Linked DNA regions of Columba livia: region 2 is linked to region 1. The links are chromatin contacts, called in public Hi-C maps. All regions are on one chromosome and are shown on one strand. Each heading gives the region's core, a stretch centred on a gene start, on an enhancer-like site or on the middle of the called end of the contact. The rest is flanking DNA. Distances are from core to core; before and after follow the strand shown.

Region 1 (3,600 bases), core at 593-3,092:
CTGTCATATGCAGGGACAGGAGCTGGATTCAATGATCCTTGTGGGTGCCTTCAACTCAGGCCATTCTATGATTCTGTCTGCTGGTGCTCCGCGTGTGATAAAGCCCATGAAAATGAATTGAACAGAGATTTCTGCATGGATTTCTCCACTGTTTTGGCACAGGCTGTGTTTGCTGAGCAATGCGAACATGAGCCCCAGACCCACTGCGGTATGTATTGGTTCCCCATGGTCCACACAGCACAGGCCAGTGGGGCTGAGCGCACTGGAGTTCCAGGGCACTTGCTCTGAAGTGGTTTGGGGAAGGGCTTAAACTGTTCTGCCATCTAGTGGGATTCTCAGCCTGCCAGGTAGTTTGTGCACATAAGTGGATGGACACAGTTTAAGAGACCTCAAAACCAGCTGGGAGGCAGCTGCTTCAGAGAGAAAATGCAAAGAGAGTGTGAGCTGGACTGGTGAGAAGTCGACAGTCTGCAGCTAATATGAGACGTTCACTCCAAGGGTATTGCTAAGGGTGCAGTACCTTGGTGTCTGCGTGTGTTCAGAATGTTGTGTGATTGCAAACAGGAGACATCTCGTGTCACTGCGAACACTACTTCAATGGCTTATCTCAGCTTGGGAAAGCACTGCCAGCTGAAGCCACCCCACAGGGCTGCTGTTCGGAGACATGCGGTGCTCCTTACTGCTGCTCTGTGTTGCTCAACCCTCGGGCAGGTAGCCCAGCACGCCAGCACGTCGCCTTGGTTATGGGACCCAGTCCTCTCGGTGGAAGCTCACCCACACTGCACGGACAAAGGAAGGATGTCGGGCTTTGGACTGAGGGGTGAACTCACCAAAAGCCTTTTCAGCCTGTAAATTCTGTCATAAAACAGGTGTCTAAGTTTGGCTTGCAACCTACGCAGCTGTAGATACCGGGTCTGCGATTTGGGTTAGGGTGTCAATACTGCCATAGATGACTGATTTTGATGTTTCTTTTTTAAAGAAGAGCTTAGTTTCACCTTCTATTAAGCTGTTCTGCTTTGGATATTAATCAGAAATAAATGCTCAGAGCTGCTATATTATGACTTTGGTTCATTTCCCTGTTCAGCCTGGTGGGGGCCAGTCCGTATTGCAAGAGGGCCCAGAGCTCTGTCCTGTGCCACGTCCTAACGCCAGACCACCACAACTTAGATCTGATGGAAAATGGTTTTCTGGCTGGAGATACAAAGCTTGGGTGCTGTCAGCTTTTCTGGATTAAACATATATTCAGCAAATACCTGCAATATAAAGGGACCTGATGTGAAGATTTAGTCAATCCTTACTAGTGCTTTATTGCTGGGAATCTGCTGGGCACCGACGCATGCTATAAATCCAGTACTTACCATAAAATGTACAGAAAAGCCAATCTGAGAAGGAATGGTTTAACCTTCCTACATATTTCATTTTTTTCCAGATCCCTTGGGCATATTTGTAAATCAGCAGGGCAAACAAAAAAGGAGCATGTAAACTGCTACTAATCTCTAGCAGTATTCCAAAATTCTAATTCTAATAATGCTCCTTTTTTTCTACGGGGACAAGAGCAGCTTTCGCCCGAGGGCTCCGCAGCCGTCGAGGCCGACAGGGAGTCAAGCCGCCCCCCACGGCGGACACAAGATGGCGCCCGAGCCTGCGCCTTCCTCGCAGGATCGCCACCCTCCGCCTCTCGGCCCGCAGCGCCTCGGAAGCGGCAAGGTTGGACCTCCTTCGCTGTCAGCCGTAACGGGAAAAAGAAGGGAAGCCGCAGCAACGCCCGACGCCGGTGGGAAGAAGGACGGGGCTCCCGGGGAGCCCGTCGCTGAACACCCGCCCCGCTGCGTCCAAGGTGTCCCGCCCAGACGCTGCCCCTTGAGCTGCCCCGGCGACTCATCGTCCGAATGGCTCGTGGGCTCAAGACAAGCTGCTGAATTAACTGTGATTAAGTTACAAAAGACGTACCCATCATTAACCAGTTGACATGATAAATGCTTTCCGACCACCTGCAAAACGAGGGGATATTTTTCTAGTTTTAGATGACAAGAGGGAGACAGAAGATTAAATGATACATTATTTAGAACCAAAATGCTTAGTTTATATTTAACTAATAATTAATAGATGTATTGTAAGTAAGAAACTAAACAATTATAACTAAAATCATCAATTATTTCTTACTATAGAGGCACTGTATGTCAAAAATTTCAAAAACTGTAAGGCACATGTAATAATTATGTGAACATAAGCAACGCAAGAGCATCCAGTCTTTGGAGCCCTTATGGAGGATGATCCCCAGTGTTCCCCAACACTGATAAAATAAAGAATGACGCTTAACAATATAATTGACTCTGCTGTTGTTTCTTCGTTTCACCATGACTCCCGGCAGCTCCAAAAGCCTGGGGGAGATGGGTGCAAATGTGCTGCCCTTTTCCCCCACCATCCCCTTCTGGGCTGCACGAGCAGACGGGGGGCAGGTGGATCCCCCTCAGGGGCGGCTTCCACACAGGTCATACCAGCACCCGCTCAGCTAAATAAGCAGGCTATTCACAGAAAACACGACTTCTTGCTCCCCAGTTTAGCTGCTGCTCCTGCAGGCCGCCCATTCCCCAGCAGCACCCCTGTGGCCCAGCAGCCACAGCAGAGCGACCGGCTCTCCCCGCAGCCGCTCGGGCCGCCTCTGGCATCCAGCAGACAGCAGGGGCTGGGCAGTGGTGTCCTGTGCACTGAGGAGGAAAAGTGCCCTTTAAGTGAAAAAACAGGAAAACTACCATAGACACATTATGGGAGAGCTACAGGTTTTGAACATGCTTGTTTCTCCCACCAGTTTTGTACCCGTCTTCTACTTCACTGCTTGACAATTCCATCACTTCCATTCCTTCATCACTGTGAACTTGTCATCTAACTCCATACAAAGTTCACATCTATCTACTCACTTTTTTCAGGGCTCAACCCTTATTTCACTCACTTATACTTCCATATGCCAAACATCAACTGTTAGTGCTTTAAACACCCAATATAAGAAGTAGATATCTTTAATTGCCTCTATATTCAGTAAACTGAGATGATTGAGATGATTGAAGGACAACTCATTGCTATTCCTCCCAGCAAGTACTGGGTAGAGATCTTACATATCCAACAGACTCGTTAAAGAGCCTTGAGGCAGTTCTTGAATAATCTTTGTCTTGAGCACTGGGAGAACTGCTTCTCTAGAAAAAAAAAAGCATGTGATTATGCAAGTAGAGATGGTGTTGCAATATCAGAAAGTGCTGAAATAAGTTTCTTTCAAGCAGTTCTTTCAGACAGCCTTTGAACTCTTGACTTCCATTTTTTTTTTTTTTTTTTTTTTTTTTTGACATGGGCTGATGTGAATGGAAAATTCTAGGTAAATTTATAATGGAAAAAATTAAATGCTGACATGTAAGAAGGAGTATATTTAAGGGTGGAGGGGAGAGAGAGGACAATGAGATGGGGCTAAAGGCATGAAAGCTGTGCCATGTTTCCTCTCAATAGCCCCTCTTTTAGCAGAACAGCTGAGCCAGCTGTGGTGCAAGTCAGGCTGCTCCTGCACCCTCCGCTGGCTCTGGACTCTGGATGTTCTGAGCTCTGGCTGCAGCA
Region 2 (3,600 bases), core at 637-3,136, 40 kb after region 1:
CAGTTTAGCAGCAAGGATGCTGTGGGGGACTGTGTCAAATGCTTTGCTCTAGTCAAGGTAGACCACATCCACTGCTTTGCTGAGATTCTTTAATAATTCACAGAATCACAGCTTGTTATTAAAGAATCACAGCTTGTTATTTAAGGAAAATAAAACAGTCTAATGATGAAGATAAATTCACTAGCAAAGAAAACTGTTTGGGGGAAGACTTACCAATTTTCTAGGTGTTTTGGGGTTTTTTTGTTTCCTTTCAATAAAAAATCAACCCTAAATATTTATTTTCCCAGCTCCATTTTGTGTAAAAGCATACAGTGGCAGGCTTATGGAATTCTCCAGCTAGGCTGAACAACCCAGAAAGCAACTTCTGTTCTCTTGAAGGAAAATGTTCATTACACTTCATGTGCATGCACTTTGTGCCTCTGAGCTGCAGAAACAGACAGCAGCTGCGTACTCTTGGGAAATGGCCTGAAATAGGAATAAGATTACAAATGTATTTGGAAGCACTTAAAAAGGCTGATGAAAAACTTGAGGGGAAGGTTTTCTTAAATGAGTATCTGTGTTGCTGGGTGATAAGCATGGCTTTACTTAGTAGGGCTTTACTGTTTATTTGTACTTTCACTCTATGTTTTAATGAGTATAAAGGCATGCAGATCAAGTATCTGGGCACTTATTTCCATTATAATTAACAATTAATGAATTAATTTCCAACCTTTAATTAGATTGAATTTAAATACAGCACGTTTCAAACTCCAGACTCTGGAAGGCATTTAAAAGGATAAAACTGCATGCTGACAGACACCTATTATGCAAGTTTAATTGACACCATGTTTTGGGAAGTTGCATCTGAAAGGTAAATTGACTAGTACTTTGGAAGTCAATCAAGTTTTAAGGTGAGAGATGTTTCAGATAACATGGAGTGCTTAATCCTTTCCACTCCTTCTCTCCTTTCACTTAAAGTCTAGTATTTTCTTGGAAAAATCTGGTTATATGCTTTCAGAATCTTGCCCCTCTGAAAATGAGCTGCAAATTTCCGTCGCTTTTCATTCCCCTGAATCTGTCAAGAGGCTGCAACTGTTGTGAGCAACAAAGTGTTCGGATGTGTCACCCCAGGAGTCAGTCTTTGATGGGCTAAGTGAAGGCAGAATGAACACTGAAAATGTAAAGCTAGTTAACAAACACAAATCCTGTGTTTACTACCCTCTACTGTGAAGGAACCTCAAATATTTAATAAGACCTTTCTATATCAGGTGTCTGGTGAGATCACACAACAAGCGTGAGAACTATTGTCTTTCTGTGGCAATCTAATAGTTATAAGAATGTAACTCATTTTCAAAATTAAAACTGAAAAGTCAATCATAAGCAGTCACCAAATTTTGACTAAGGATTTTTTTTTTTTTTAATTTGAAAATAGTATTTTTAGGCAAAATGAAATGTCAAAAGATGACAAAACCCACTGAATAAATGTTTCTCTTTAAATAGTAGGCATTTAGCTTGCTAACGAGGAACTTCCAACGAGGAACTGTGGAACAGTTGTAACGTTAAACTCCCTTCAGTTATCTGACATCATGGACCAACTTTCATGCTGATATTTATTTTAATATATCTGCCACTGAAGGCAACGAGACTGTGCTGATTTACATTAGTTGAGACCTGTTCCTCTATCCTCTGAAACAAAACCAATTTTGTTTTCTTCCTTCTCTGCTTATTTCTCTCGCCAGTTCCAATTTCACAAACCCATGTTCCACCAGATAATAGTCACCATCATCATCATCATCTCTGTGGGTCCAGGCGGGTGCCCCCCGGATGAGACGGGAAGCACGAGAGCTCTGGGCAGGCACTGGGGTGAGGGCTGGGAGCCATCTCGGTGCCGAGGGGGAGATCCCCTCAAGCTTCACGCTTGGCTGGCTCTTTGTTCGCCCTTGAATGCTCCCGCTCAGAGCCTTTGTGCGGTGGCGGGGCCGAGGTGTGAGGCGGGCGGCAGCGAGGGCCGCGCCATGCCTGGACAGAGCATGACCAGTTTGGCTGCAGCCAGTCACCGCCGGGCTCGGCGTTACATCACCCTCAGCCCACAGCTCGGCCAGACAGAGCCAAACAGGCTCCTTGTTGTTTTTCCTCTTTTCATGAGCAAGAAGAAAGCCTGGGAAAAGAGCAGGGATCCCAGACCTTCCTTGAGAACAGCTGAATATTGTCTGCATGGTAATGAAGGGAACAAAACCACGAAACTCACAGGGCTCTCTGACCCTCCACAAGCTGGGAGGCACAAAAGCGGGGTGTGTAATTGGGATGAGTGGGATGAGCGTGGCGTGGTGAGGAATCACCCCACAGTCCCCCACCGTGCCAGGGAGCCGCTCCTCCGCAGGACCTGTGACAGCTTCTGGGAAAACCAAGGAGTCAGAGTGCATCCCTCATTCCTGTTTCTCAGGGTGATGTCCCTACAATTGATTTGGGGACCCTGTGTCAATATAGTAGCACAGCAGCCAGTTCTCTTTCAAAAACATTATTGTAACACAGAGTGTCCATTTGTGGTTCCAGTTTTCTGTTCCACCCACCAATTCAAGATGGGTACATACGCACAGCTTGTCCTTGTTTTTGCAAGCTGCTGATGTTATCTCAAGAGAAAGTGATAGCTTGTTTGTTCTGTTTTGAAATTCAAAAGAAGTTTAATTTTCCTCTTTGCAATGAGTCTTGGTTGTTGCTTCTTTCAGAAGTGGAAAAATGGACTGGGGAAAGGGAAGGCTTCATATATACTTTGCACACCATGAGCACCTGGACCATTCCCATCTGCTGGGGGCAAGTCCAGCTCCTGTGAAATTTCTGCGGTCACAAACATCCATCTCTTGGCAGCCAGGCATAGTGTTCCTATGGAGAAACACTGTTGTCATGGGAAACTGTGATCATGGAGAGAAACAAGTTTTGTGAGGGATTAGGAGGCTTGCCTGTCTGTACTGTGAAGGCACGCAGCAACCTTGTAGTCCTCTGAAAACCAGAGCAGAGCTTGGTTGTGGGGCAGTGAGCACTTGGAAGGCTTGTGCTGCTGGACTGTGCCACATCACACCTTTGCACAGTCTGAGGTCTTCTAGGACTCTCCAGGCAGATGTGCTCCTCCATGCCTCACTTTGTTCCCTTGCTCCATTTCTGCGGCACGTGATATTCCTTCTAAAATGTCAATAAGGAGGATGTCATCTGGGTGGCTAGGAGAAGCCCCATCTACCCTAGGGCATCTCTTTTGGCTGCAATGCAGTTGTGCTAGTGACAGTGACAATGTAAGCATTTATTTGAGTATTGAGATAGTTTGCTGCACACCTCTGAGAACTATCAGAAACTCTCTTCTAATTTGCAGACACATTTTTTTAATCATCCCTCTTTTACTGTATGTTTTTGTGACAACATTGTTGAATAAGTTAAATTAGCCTTTCCTGTTTCCAATATTTAGCCTTCTGCTGTATTTATAGGGGCAATCATTCCTTCCCAGGCTTCTCTTGGACAAGAGGAAAAGCAAAAAATCCCAAAAGCCAACCTCTTCCTGGAGCACCGTTTAATGTGGTTCTTGTCTAGCCTATTCTTGAGGTTTAACCTGGCAGGTAGCAAAACACCACACAA

What was found. Hi-C and Micro-C count contacts between places; a contact is called where the count stands out from the background.
Region 2: a Hi-C map of liver shows a contact between it and region 1, with 6 times the contacts expected there. The contact joins two enhancer-like sites. A contact is called at or near these places in 2 of 2 Hi-C or Micro-C datasets (crop and liver).

The regions. Positions count from the first base shown.
Region 1 is chr3:54,217,574-54,221,173 of bColLiv1.pat.W.v2, forward strand. No RefSeq gene overlaps it. Among named protein-coding and RNA genes, the nearest start is that of FABP7, 8.8 kb to the right of the region's middle. Within about 2 kb of position 1,843, at least 1 of the 3 cell types and tissues checked has an H3K27ac peak away from gene starts, as active enhancers do.
Region 2 is chr3:54,257,860-54,261,459 of bColLiv1.pat.W.v2, forward strand. No RefSeq gene overlaps it. Among named protein-coding and RNA genes, the nearest start is that of SMPDL3A, 26 kb to the left of the region's middle. Within about 2 kb of position 1,887, at least 1 of the 3 cell types and tissues checked has an H3K27ac peak away from gene starts, as active enhancers do.